Regions from separate parts of the Mus musculus genome. Here regions 2, 3 and 4 are each linked to region 1. Evidence: chromatin contacts called from public capture Hi-C and promoter capture Hi-C data. All regions are on one chromosome and are shown on one strand. Each heading gives the region's core, a stretch centred on a gene start, on an enhancer-like site or on the middle of the called end of the contact. The rest is flanking DNA. Distances are from core to core; before and after follow the strand shown. Region 1 holds the start of Clec4d (C-type lectin domain family 4, member d). Region 2 holds the start of Clec4a1 (C-type lectin domain family 4, member a1). Region 3 holds the start of Clec4a3 (C-type lectin domain family 4, member a3). Region 4 holds the start of Clec4a4 (C-type lectin domain family 4, member a4).

Evidence for each region. Promoter capture Hi-C pulls out the DNA fragments that hold promoters and counts their contacts. Capture Hi-C pulls out chosen DNA fragments and counts their contacts.
Region 2: a contact with region 1 is called in a capture Hi-C map of macrophages, with 5 times the contacts expected there. The contact joins the promoter of Clec4a1 here to the promoter of Clec4d in region 1. A contact is called at or near these places in 15 of 39 promoter capture datasets (the 3T3-L1 cell line, the C10 cell line, the HPC-7 cell line and 9 more), 1 of 484 Hi-C or Micro-C datasets (bone marrow-derived macrophages), 7 of 115 datasets of contacts at active chromatin or transcription factors (acute myeloid leukemia, bone marrow-derived dendritic cells, bone marrow-derived macrophages and 1 more) and 4 of 9 other capture datasets (bone marrow-derived macrophages, embryonic stem cells, liver and 1 more).
Region 3: a promoter capture Hi-C map of macrophages shows a contact between it and region 1, with 7 read pairs. The contact joins the promoter of Clec4a3 here to the promoter of Clec4d in region 1. A contact is called at or near these places in 10 of 39 promoter capture datasets (the C10 cell line, cranial neural crest, embryonic stem cells and 5 more), 2 of 484 Hi-C or Micro-C datasets (bone marrow-derived macrophages and peritoneal macrophages), 4 of 115 datasets of contacts at active chromatin or transcription factors (the HPC-7 cell line, bone marrow-derived dendritic cells and bone marrow-derived macrophages) and 3 of 9 other capture datasets (adipose tissue, liver and macrophages).
Region 4: a contact with region 1 is called in a promoter capture Hi-C map of liver, with 3 times the contacts expected there. The contact joins the promoter of Clec4a4 here to the promoter of Clec4d in region 1. A contact is called at or near these places in 5 of 39 promoter capture datasets (the C10 cell line, embryonic stem cells, macrophages and 1 more), 1 of 484 Hi-C or Micro-C datasets (bone marrow-derived macrophages), 3 of 115 datasets of contacts at active chromatin or transcription factors (the HPC-7 cell line and bone marrow-derived macrophages) and 4 of 9 other capture datasets (adipose tissue, bone marrow-derived macrophages, liver and 1 more).

Annotation. Positions count from the first base shown.
Region 1 is chr6:123,260,655-123,263,951 of GRCm38.p6, forward strand. It overlaps Clec4d (C-type lectin domain family 4, member d), which reads left to right and starts at 1,453. Exons shown (of 6, transcript NM_010819.4): 1 at 1,453-1,708. The coding sequence starts at 1,681.
Region 2 is chr6:122,920,041-122,923,337 of GRCm38.p6, forward strand. Clec4a1 (C-type lectin domain family 4, member a1) reads left to right here and starts at 1,808. Exons shown (of 6, transcript NM_199311.2): 1 at 1,808-2,039. The coding sequence starts at 1,934.
Region 3 is chr6:122,951,169-122,954,465 of GRCm38.p6, forward strand. It overlaps Clec4a3 (C-type lectin domain family 4, member a3), which reads left to right and starts at 1,476. Exons shown (of 6, transcript NM_153197.4): 1 at 1,476-1,781; 2 at 2,868-2,984. The coding sequence starts at 1,700.
Region 4 is chr6:122,988,717-122,992,013 of GRCm38.p6, forward strand. Clec4a4 (C-type lectin domain family 4, member a4) reads left to right here and starts at 1,651. Exons shown (of 6, transcript NM_001005860.2): 1 at 1,651-1,732; 2 at 3,044-3,160. The coding sequence starts at 1,651.

The sequences.
Region 1 (3,297 bases), core at 203-2,702:
ATCGCTTGCCTTATAATTTCTTGTATCTGTTATTTAATTTTACAAAAACAAAACACTATATAGCTATACTGGAAATATGTATGTAGTCTTCATTTAAGAAAATAATACATATTTTAATGTGCATAATCATAATTATTTGATGAATGAGATCCATTGAAAACGGATGACATCTATAACATTTATTTATGTTTTATGACATATGAATTATTTATTCTCTGAATAATTGTGAATCCATAGTGAGCCTTATACATTCAAATAATAATCAAATATTTCATTGTCATAATGAAATAAATTATTTTTGTTAACTGAAGTTAAATTTGTTTTTGGAGACCTATCAAGATGTCCATTTTGCCTTTTACCATTTGTAAAGATTTCTTAGCTTAGAATCTGATTTTCAGTTTTGTTTCTGATTTTGTTGCTGCTTCCCCCTTGATAAACTTGCTGTCTGTTATCTAGGAAAATTATGGAATTTAGCCAACAGGCCCATCACTTTGCTAATTTTGACACAAGAATAATACACAATAAGAACTCAGATCTTACTTTCTCCAAGCCTCCTATGACGCTAAGGAAAAAAAAAATCAGGAAAGGTGTTATATGCTGTACAATAGACTTTAAGAAACATTTCTAAGCTGCTGGGTATTTATGATAATTGAGTTCAGACACAACAACAGTGCTATAGATGCATGGTATATATTTATTCTCATGAATATATGGGGGCTATATGTGCAAGGTCTCTTTGTGGTGGGATCCCTTCTCTAAGCTTGGAGAAGGCTGCTCTCTTGCTGTGTCCCAGTATTCTAGAAGGGGTTGGGGAAAGGAGAAGGAGTAAGGAGAGGGTAGAGGAGAGAAGGGACTAGGGAGAGGGGAGAGGAGAGAGGAGAGAAGAGAGAAGAAAGAGGAGAGAGATGAGACGAGGGTGAGAGGAGACAGAGTTCTAAGCATGGTAGTTTTATCATAAGGACTCCCCACTTACGAACTTAGCTAACTCTAGTGACCTCCCTGGGTTCCACCTTTAAACACCAACAGAAGTGTTTATGGCTTCAACGAATAAAGTTTGGAGGAACACAAATGTCCATTCTTTAATAATCCTGTAGGTGGAACCAGAGATCACAATAGTGTCTATCATACAACCTTTTCTTCCTTTGCCGTAACAAGCCTACTTTCACTTACCTGAGAAAATGTTGAAATCTAATCAGTGGCTTCACCAACTTCTTCCTCTGTTCTAAAGCAAAGGATTTCATGTCTTTACATGCACCATGTGCACAAAATCTATGTTAAAAGCTTTGTTCATTGTTATTTTGGACATATTTCATTGAGCTAGAGAACTTTCTAAGCCTCATTTTACCTCAAACTACCTTTGAAAACATGACATATGAGTAGCAAAAACACATTGAGAAATCTTACATGACACACTTCTGGAAGTTTTTACTGGCTTTGGGGTTGCTTTCTCAATTTCCTTTTCCTCTTTGCTCCCTGTGTTCTAGTACATTAGAGGAAACTCTGTTTTTAAGATTTATTCTTTTTCACTTGGCTCTCTTGTACTGAACACTTACTGATCTTACCAGAATAAGACAGATGTATTGATGTCCAATCTTAAATGTTTCTGAAGAGATACTTGTGATGGAAATATACACTCTGGGCAAGAAGTAAAAAGCAGACTGGAATCTCTTGACACACATAATGTGGCTGGAAGAATCCCAAATGAAATGTGAGTCTCTCTCTTTATCTGTCTATCTGTCTATCTGTCTGTCTGTCTGTCTATCTATCTATCTATCTATCTATCTATCTATCTATCTATCTATTTATCTACCTATCTATCAATCATTTATCCACCCATCCACTTCCCCCTCCTACTTTCTTTCTCTTCTCCCCTTCCTTTCTTCCCATGGTCCTCCTCTTCCTCCTTGTCTTTCGCCCCTCTTTCTCTTAACTCTTCCTTCTTCAAGATAAAGTTTTGTTACGTAGCACAGGCTGGTCTTGAATTTTCTGTGTAGCCTGGGATTGCCTCAGACTTGACCTCCTTTCTTCCAACTTTTGAGGGCTGAGTCTTTAGTTGATATGTGATCATGCTCAGCCCTTTTCACATTTAACTAGATTAAGTACTCATGACTATAATTTTAAAATGTGAATTGATGGCAGTGTAAAGATTTAAGAAGAGGGGTATTAGAACACAATGAGGATGGCCTTGATGGAGACAAAGGACATGGCTGATTCCTGGTAAGCTGTGTAACAGATGCTAAGACCAAGGAAAGGAGATCCTAAAATCAGATAGAAGCAAGAGGGGAGATAAAGTATATTTTAAAAAGAAATGAGATAAAATGAAAAGGAGAATTAAATACTTTGGAAGATTCCTTTGACAAGAAGAGAGAAAAATAGTACATAGAACATATAGATGTAGGCTCATAGTATGCCAGAGACTCTCCCTGGTTTCCCGATTGATTTAAAGGATGCTACTGGATCTGCACTGTGAGACTGTGAAATAATGCTTTATTATAGTAATTATATTATATTACTTATAAGCAAGCTATTGATACATCTTTTGGATAAGACATGGCCATTGCAGCCATGAACTCCTAGTAGCTATTGTCACCTGCACAAGACTTGGCATAAGATTAAACTAACAAGATCAGTCAACATTCCAGTAGACAGCACTTAGTGGACTGAGTGGATTACAGAGACAAGGCAGCAAAGGAGAGAACGTGAAAAGGGAAGTGGGAACATGTAGGGGATTCCTGGGGATGGGAGGGGGAGGGTGAGATGGGGGTGGAGCTTGAGGATGGTAATGATCAAGATACAGTGCCTAGATGTTTGAAATTACCAAGTAATAAATAAAAGATGTTATAGTAATAAATACATTGGAAAATGTTAAATTATGCTTACAATTTAAATCTTGCTTAATCTCACCAGTCTACTAGAGCTAACTTCACCAGGACCATGCTCTATCAAAAAACCTGGTTGTTTTGTTTTCTTGTTTGTTTGTGTGTGTGTTTGTGTGTGTGTTCTGCTTGCTTGTTTTTGGTTACTATTTTGTGTTGGAGACTGGAAGCAGTGTCTACCACATGCTAGAGAAGTAAGTGCTCCACCCTGAGCTATACACACCCAGCCCTTTCTTTATTTTTAATTTCTTCACAGACTATCACTGTGTATCCTAGGCTAGAATTGAACTCCTTTCATAACCCAGGTAGCTCTTGAATTTGTAATTCTCACCTCGCCTCCTGAGTAGTTGGCATTATATTCCTGTTGCACCAGACCTGGCAGAAAAAACAGTGCAAGAATTAATTTTTTTTATACAAATAA
Region 2 (3,297 bases), core at 558-3,057, 340 kb before region 1:
TTTCTTTAAGGTCTCAAGGACAGGCATCTGGAGAGTTTGGCAGCTTATCAGGAAGAATGTTGTTTCAGAGACACAGAGGCAGGGAGGATGTCCTGCTCTAGAGATGTCTCCATTAAGGGGGAGATTTATGGGTAGTGCCGTTCTAATGCTAGGCTGACTTTTGGGAGCATAATCATTATCATTCTTTTGAATTGTTTGAACTCACTTTTGAATTCTTTTGCAACGTTCTTACATTTCTTCCAAGTTACTCTCATTGGGGACAATTACTGCCTCTGCTTCCTTCCACAACTATAAAGACTTTATGAATGTCAGCAGCACACTAGAACACGGCATTGGGAAGAGTAGGACCCTGTATCTCCACATCAGTGTCACTCATATTTGACTCCAGAATAAACTGTTACTTACTTCCCTTGTGGTAAGAGCTGTGACTTTGGGTTGACAGTTTTGGGCACTTGAATGTGGGGTCCCAGGATGGTTCTTTTTCTCTGGAGAAATTCTACATATTGGCACCAGGTACCTGCACAGGCCCCTTGTGTCTCACCATCCATCACTGCCTTCTTGGGTGGCTGCTGGTGAGTTCTCCTGGGGCTGGGCCTCCCTTGGATTGGTGGATGGTTCATTGGTTTATTCTGAGCTAGTTATGTGGATATCTTTTAAACTATTTCACAGCACTCAGTTTAAATGACCTAATGTTTGTTTCTGATCCTTCAGCTATTTTAAGAATGCTGCTGATTTCCTAGCATTTGGCCTTTTTCTCCTCAGGTATCTAATTTTTCTGTGGCTTCTCTTGTCAATTGCAACTTTGCCACATTACTGAAGGAGGGCCTGCTCCTTGCAGCCCACAGCGTCTCGATGCTGTGGTATGTGCGTTGCAGGCATGTATGTGATTGTGTGCGCATCCATGCTTCACAGCCAAGCTTGACAAAGCATATCCTCCTATTCCTGAGTTGTGAAGAACTGTGTTGACTCCGTAGGTAAGACACATAAGGTTTAATCTCCCAGTGCCTTGAGCTTCTCATGTTCCTGAGAAGATATAGAACAAACTTGAGACACTCGGGAGAAATGATCTCAGGGTCTGTGTAGGGAGCATGCATACGGGGCAGTGTGTGTGTGTGCGCGCACACTCTAAAAAGCAGCACATAGCATGAGTGAAGATGGTAGATGACAGCCAGGCACAGTCTGCCAGCCTCCAGAGTCTCCCAGGGAATCTGGAGAAAGCAGAAGAACTGCTAGAAGAGGTGGGAACTCGACACAGCAGAAGACAAAGTCCAGAGCCATCCCAGGGCTTTGGCTTGGTTTTTAGGAGCTCCTCACTCCCAAGATGAAGGAACACAGGTTGCAGACTTTGGAAATCTGCCCTGTCTTACAGTGGTGCACATTCTGAAGAGCCAGAAAGATGCCAAGGTCAAGGACCCTCTTAGAATGGAGAGGTCAGAACTCGGCTGTTTGGCTAGAGTGAATGTTGTTTCTCCCTATAGGCAGCTTTAGCTCATGTTGGTTGCAGAAATCACGTTTGTGTGTGGAAATGCCCAAACTCTGCTGTGGAGTGCTGAGAGCACCGGTTTCAGGGGAAACTTCTCTAATGCCTGGTTCCTCTTTTTCCTTTCCTTGCCACTTTTCTTCCTCTTCCCTGTTCAGGCCACAGTGTCCACAGTGTTTGCATATCCATGACAAATGCGTTTGAAGCTTGCAATTCTGTTTTTTTTTTTTTTTTTTTTTTTTTCTGGTTGTGGGGATCAGCCCTCTGTGGCCCAGAGAGTTCCACCCTGTGGTTTTAAATTTTCATGCTGTACTCTCAGAGGTACTTGCCCATTAAGTGTCTCTGCACCTTATCCTGGATGCTGGATTAATCCTTACCATGTTTATTTCTCGTTTATATTAAGTGTATTAAGACTGACACAGGTTCTCTGAAGAAAGCAGGTCTCTTCTCAATATGGCATTACCAAACATTTATACTGACGTGAACTTCAAAAATCAACCTGTTTCCTCAGGCCTCATCTCAGACTCGTCTTCATGTACCGTCTCAGACTCGTCTTCAGGTAAACCTTCCTGCACCCCCAGAACAGTGAATCATTTTCTGGTGTTCTAAGCTAATGGTGAAATGAAAGAAGGTGTTTACGAACAAGGCCTGCGGGATGTTGGTGCTGGCTGTCTCAGAGGCTGTGGTGTGAGACAGGAGATAATTCAGCAGGTTCAACTGTCTGTCAAGTAGCTTTGAAAGGCTTTGCCTTGTACTGGGCAAAGAAATGAGTTCAGGATACTGTCTTTAGAGAAAGTTTGAGTTCTACTGCATGTTTTTTATGTATGTAAAACGATACTTTACCTGTGAAAATAATGTTATCTATTACTTTGTTTTCTGTTTACTTACCAGCATGTCATAACTTTCAGATATTGATATTTGGGGGATAGTTTTATCTTGAAGGGGAGTTTCAGTGTCCCTTTCTCCACCCATACTGGGGACAGGAAGCAGGGCCTCATCCTTGCTGAGTATAAGTTCTATTGCTAGAGTTACTAGGGTCTATACTATTTCTGAGAGAATTTTATTTAATTTTTAGCTAGCGTGTAAGCCAACCATTTGATTCATTTTGGCATTTTATACAGACATCACTATCCCTTGTGTACATCCCTAACCCTATCCCATTCTCTCTCCTTGCTCTCTTGATCATCCCTTCCTCTTTCTGAAATATTCCTCCCTTCTGCTTTCATGGCACATATCTATTTCTACACACATGTGCGCGCACGCACACACACACACACACACACATACACACACACACACACTCCTCACACAAATGCACACACACACGAATATACATGTGCACACATACATAAATGCATACTCACCCACACACCAACACACTCATATATCTCCACACAAATGCATACACACACACAGAAGCATACACACACACCAGCATACACAATACATGCATTCACACATACATGCACACATACCCACACCCACATAAACAAACACACATACACACCAGCACTCACACATACATACACAAATACATTCACACACACATACACACCACACATCTAAGTTCACCAAGTGTGAAAGCAGCTGTGACATTTGCCTCTTCCTCCCCACTACTCTCTTCTTCTTTCTCCCTTTCTTTTATGCCTCTTCCCCCCTCAGTCTCTGTCAACTCAGAAAATGGTTTCTAATCAAGAGACAGCTAAAAAGATGACATTAGACCATATCAGAAACATGGGAAGTATGCTTATACAGACTTAGTCAGTTTTGCATGCTTCACAGTAATGCTAGAGGCAGTTTGGGAGATTATTTCAATA
Region 3 (3,297 bases), core at 226-2,725, 310 kb before region 1:
CAGGTAGATGAACATGGAAGTTAGGACAATGTGCAGGAGATGGTTCTCGCTTACCATGTGAGATCCAGGGATTTAACTCAGCTTGTCAGGTTTGCTAGCAAACAAAAGACTTGAAGGTAAAAGATGCTTGTCATACTATACCGCCGGTCCTGACCACCATATTAAAACAGAGGAGTGTGATGCATGTTCAATTGCTCTGTGGCCTTGGCTCCAGAATGACGAAGCATCACTACAGTCATCCGTATGCAGATCCTAAGCACAAATAAACTGTGATTGAGAAATAAGTGCTTGCTGCTATAAGCCAGCTGGGTACGGGACTGTGGATGACACAGTGTAGTTAGCTCACAATGTGAATTTTTCCCCTAGGGAGATAGCGGCAATTTTAGAACTCACTTTTGCATAAGGAGCTTGAAGGATGGTCTCTGGGAGCGAGCAATTACAGGCGAGAGGGTATGTGTCCATGAATCACTGCGTCCCGGAACCTCGTACAGAGAACTACGAATTTTCTTGCCCTTCTTCTATCCTTTAAAAATGTGATTTTTCTCTTTGCTTACTAAATAATTCAATTTCAGTCAGGGCAGGTGTCCATAGTAGGATGCGATGATCTGACTGTGCAGAGGGCTGGCTTGATGGCAGAACTGAAGCCCTAAGCGGTGAGGGGAATATTGGCATGCTGATGAGAAAGCGCATGGCCTTGGGGGTGGGTCCACAAACCTGAGAGGTGAGGAGGGCAGCTGTGTCTGACAGCGGGCAGGTGAGGAGTCTGAACTCAAATAGGGTGAGGCAGGCACCCATGCTTGGGGCACTTCTCACAGGAAGTCAGAACCCCAAACGAGTGAGCAGAGGGTCCTCAAGGAGCAGCGTGGGATGATACCTTGGCATTTGGGAGGATGGGGACCGTGCATAGTTTTGGCTCCAAATCAGGCTGAGATTCCGAGACTAAACCGGATGGCTGGACCTTTCTCACAAACCAGGCATGGGTTTCAGGAGCTAGGCGAGGCACAGGATGTGACTGACAGTGGAGAATACAAGCTGGAAACTCAGCGACTTTCAAGATAAAGAGAGAATCCTTGCTAGGATGTGGAGGAAATGGCCTGTCAGAACCCAGGCAGGTTAAAGAGAGTGCCCATGCATAAGGCAGTGCTGGAACGGTTTCCAGAGACTGAGAAGGGTGAAGAGACTGTCCCTGCGTGGTGCCACAGTCTAGGGTGTGTACTAGGTGCCTTTGGGATGAAGAATGCTTCTGTCCGTGACAGGGACTTGAGTGTGGTGCTAGAGACTCAGGAAGACCCACTGGCAGCTCTTCAGAGATCACGAGTAGAACTTGGCACATGCTGGGTAAAGGAGGCCTGATTGCGGAGGGTGCCTCAGGGTGAGTGTCAGAATCTCAACTCCGTAGGGAGTTTGACTTCTCTAATGCCCTGGTTCCTCTTTTTCATTCCTTCCTGTTTTCTTCTCTCACCCACTGGGTTCTTGGTATAGCTGTAATTCTATGATTGGACGGAATGCATTTTCTGTCCGCGATACTCCCTTTGCAGGCCAGGGGAGTGCTGCAAGCTGAGGGCAGCTGTCTGTTACTGCCTCTCATTTCTAGCTGGTGTCAGGATTATTTGCTGTCACGTTTGTTTCTTGTTCAGGAGATATTTTAAAGACGGGATGACACACATCTTCTGAGGGCAGGGGAAACTTTCATCTCAACATGTTTTCAGAAAACATTTATGTTAACACGAACTTCAAAAATAAAGTTGACTCCTCAGACATCGACACAGACTCTTGGCCAGGTAAGAAAGCATTTTCTGCTGCTCCCAGTTAGTGATTCGGTAAAGGACAAAGACAGATGGTCTTAGATGCGGCTATGCCTGCAGGTCCCTGGAGCCTCAGCCAAGTGTGTTGCCTGTAGACAGACATGGAAGGTCATAGGATTGTACAGTGGAGAAGAGAAAGTGTTGTCTTTACTTTTACCATCTAGAGAAAAATAATACCATACGAGTATATTGTATCTTTTCTACATGTAGATACACATAAATATGTGTACCATATTGTTTCAAAAGTTAGGCTACTGTATAATAATTCCCCACTCTCTATTTGATAACATAGCATAGTTTGTTTGGTATCTAAGTGTTGCATAGCTTCTTTCACTCTTTTCATCCCAGTGATGGAGACTGAAAGCAGGACCTTACACATGGTTGGAAAGTATTGTAACTCTTTTAGAAGTGGTGACTAAAAATGTAGCGATTGTTACCATAAAGGTATACAAAGGTTTACAAATACTTCTTGACTATCACATTCTTTGCAGTTGGAAGTAAGACTTTAAAAGTATAAGATGAAATACTCTGCAGTCATTATAAAACTGATAAAGAAGACATGATGATATTAAAAAAAATGGTTGGATGTTTCACCCCATGTCTGTAGTAGCAAAACTCAGGAGGCTGAGACAGAGGATTGCTATAAGTTTGGGGCCAGCTTGGATTACATAATGAATTCAAGGTCTACCTTGGGAACATACCAAGACTCTGTCTCAGAAATAATACAAAAATTATAAAGGAAAAAATTCACGATTTAATGAAAAAAAAAAAGCCACAAATCAGTATTTATGATGTGCCAATTGCAGAAAATATGAATTTATGTGTGAAAGTTTTAAACGTGTTGGAAAATGAATATCAAATATTGGCGACAATTATCCTCAATGTTAAGAATGAATTATTCTATATTTTGGAATGTTTCTAAAATTAACATGATTGTTTCATATTTACATTCTCTTATTATTTCAAACATCACATTATTAGTGTTTATCAGGCACAGCAACAGAATAGGAAAAAGAAGAGGAAATAACAGAACTCAAGAAATGAATTTTGTTTGTCTTTCAGCTCCCCAAAGGAAGAACACGTCTCAGAAAAGTTGTCACAAATTCTCTAAGGTCCTCTTTACCTCACTCATAATCTATTTCCTGCTGTTGACAATCTTATTCTCCGGTGCTCTGATCAGTAAGTACAAGTACAGAGGAACAAGTAAGCAAGGAGAGAAGTAGCTATTAGACAGACAGCTATCCAGAAACCTGGGAAAGAAACCTATTCTGGGGCGATAGAAAGTATTGGAAATTTTGATCTGTCTCAGAATTACTGTCCTGTAAAAATGATGGAATCCATTCTGCCTAGAGAAACATGTCCTGGAGCATCTGTTAGATCTCAGTACCGAGGATGAATCTGTGTCTCCTTGGCAGCATTTAGAAGCCAGCCCCATTGGACACCCAGATGCTCATCTTTTGGAATGAGAAGGGGATGAGAAGTCATGGACCAG
Region 4 (3,297 bases), core at 401-2,900, 270 kb before region 1:
TTAGGATTAAGAGAGACACAAGAAGAGAACAATGTCCTCCCACAAGCTACTATCCAGAGCTGTTTCAGGAGCTCTAGATGTGACCAATATCAAAGTGAGTGGAGAGTCCCCATGCAGGTAGTTATGTACCTGTGGCAGGAGGCAGAGTGTTCAGAGGATCAGCTTCAGAAGAAACAGGATATGAGCTTTGCCTTCCCAATACTGTAGGCAGCTGAGAGAAAAGTGGGATCCCACACAATGGTGAGGTGTCGCAGACCCTCTGATCCCTATGTCTGCGTGGAACGGGTCTCTAGTCGCAGGTGGGCAAAGCATTGGATGATATGACAGACAGATGTACACAGGAGAGGTTGTGTAGAATCTGAATGTATTTGTCAGGTTGAGCATCAAACTTTTTATAGTACAGAAAATACAAGGGTCGGAAGTCACAGCAGGCAAGGTACATTGAAGTTACCAGGTACAAAACAAAGGAATGACTTTAAAAGGATTTACAGGAACCAGGTAAATGTTTACAGTAAAGATAAAGCAGTCCTGTCTAGGGTCAGCTTAGTGACAGGCAAGGATTTTACACTTTAGTGTTATACCTGTGAACCTTGTGAAGGCTAGCACCAGGGGGTTCTGCTCTTGGCAGACCTCAAGAATAATGTAATATCACAACCCACCTAATTTCCTAGGCCTTGCTAAATTCTTATATGAGTGTAACTTTTAAGTATCTGGAGAATCTCCAGTTGTCAGGAGAATATACCAACTTGCTTTTAATATTCAATGTAGCCTTACTGAAGATTTCTATCTTGGAGAGATTCTCTGGCTCTTTCTGCAGACCAGTTGAGCCACTGGCTCTGTCTATTGTAATGCTTAATTAGTTACTGAATAGGCTAACTTCCTTACTGCCTTCTCACAGGATTTTAAGCTCTGGCCGCTTCTGGGATCTTGGAACACTGGGGAGACTAACTATAACATAATTTAATCTTAAAAGGTATTTATAATAAAATATTAAAAGAGAGCTCATAGATCCATACACCAGACTAACGCAGGAATAGAGTATATGGATAAACTCCAGGAGGTGAGCTTCCTTGAAACTCTCTGCCTTGTGAGTGGCTTTTAGGCTTCACAGTCTGTCAAGCTGACTCGACTGAAGTGCGTGGCAGTGAGGGACAACGATCCTCTAGAATGTGATATCACAATTTGTTTCTTCAGTCAAAATCAATGTCATGTCTTAAGTGTTTGCCCATTTTGTCTGGTTTTCCTTAAAAAAAAGGAAAACTGGTTTGCATATAGAACTGCGCGAGTTTATGTTTGCTGTGTCTTAGGATAGAGTTCTCTAATAGCATGGTTCCTCTTTTCTTCTCCTTCCTATTTCTTTTCTTCCCCCTTTGAGTTCCCACTTTGCAGTCCTTGCATACCTCGCTGAGTGGGTTTGAGGGCTACAATTCTTATTTTCTTGTATTAAGAGGTTGGATTTCCCCTGTGTGACCTGAGTGATTCCGTGCTGTGGTTTCTTGTTCTCATGTGGTTTAACCTAGTGAGACATGCCTCTTCTTTCATACAATTGTGTGACATGACAACCTGTTGCTGCAATTGGTTCTCACATACTACAGAGCCTTAGAGAGAGAATGAGTTGTGCTTTCTGAGGGAGGCAGGTCTTTTCTTGAAATGGCTTCAGAAATCACTTATGCAGAAGTGAGGATCACGAATGAATCCGACTCCTTGGACACCTACTCAAAATGTCCTGCAGGTAAAACAAAACAAAAGGAAACAAAACCACCTTTCTGTACTTATGTAGACTGGAGGATAAAGGAATGGCCACTAGCAAAGTTAGGTGGTATTTGTGAATGATTCTTTGAGCGCTCCCATCTGGTATTTTACTGGAGTCTTAGTTGTTTAAACTATTTGTAGATCAACTTGAAGAGCTGGACAGTTTTATAGTGGGAAGGAAAAGCTTTCTCAGAATGTTTTTTGCTCTTGCCATTTACAGAAACTAAACCTTGAATCTTGCTGCATTTACTGCTCTATACAAATGAGCATAAATACATTTTTTTTCTGAAAATGAAGTCATATTGTTTAATAGTGATCTCTACCTTCTATGTTTGACAGTATTTTGTAACTTCATGAAAACTGTTTCTGTGTTGAGATTTTATCTTGAAGGAACTTTTTCATTTATACTATAGATCACAGAAGAACCTCTCACTTGATGGCTAGTTGCTGTGCCACTAAATTGTACCTTCCTCCATGAAGTTTCCAGCCATGTGGTGGTGGCTAGCAGACAGACATTATGCTAAAGTGATGGACTATGAATAGAAATATTTATCTGTTATTGTATATGTGTCTTTAATATTTTGGCAGTTTGGAAGTTATTTATGTATACAGTGCTGAATCTATAATAAAGAACACTAAGAAAACATAGTGAAATGAAAATGTATTTACAATACTAATGTAAAGAAAAGTTGTAGGCCAGGTGGCACTATTTATGTTGGGTCATCATGCAGGAAAACACTTTATATGCACATACTTTAAGATTTACTGCAAGGGCCAGGATTGGCCTAATTCCAGCACTGAGGAGGCAGAGGCAGGAGGATCACTGAAGATTTGAGCCCAGTCTGGTCTACATAATGAGTTGCAGACCATCCAGTACTACACAGTGAGATCCTACCTCATTACACTTCCCTTCACACACACACACACACACACACACACACACACACACACACACACACACACACCTCCATGAAAGGCTATGAACCAAGTATTTTCATATATATATATATATATATATATATATATATATATATATATATATATATGTACATATATATACATATATACACATATATATGTATATACACACACATATATATTTTTCAGATCTCAAAATATTAATATCAGTTATTTCAACAGTGTAAGTTTGTGCTTTTATTTTTCTGTTACTTGAAATGTTCATACTATTAGTAAATTATGTATCCTAGACAAAATGGGAAAAAAGAAGTGTGGAAAAGAAGAAACAAGGATGGACTTATTTCTCATGAAATGAATGTGCTTCTCCTTCTAGCTCCCAGAGAGAAACCTATCCGTGATCTAAGAAAGCCTGGTTCCCCCTCACTGCTTCTTACATCCCTGATGCTACTTCTCCTGCTGCTGGCAATCACATTCTTAGTTGCTTTTATCAGTAAGTATCCTGCACACATCAATGGGCCTTGTCTGCCTTAGATGAAGACAGGTTCCACTCTAGCAGTTGGCATTTAATGGAAATATGAAGAAGAAATATTCTTTGGTGAAAATTAAAATCACATTCATGAGTGTCTG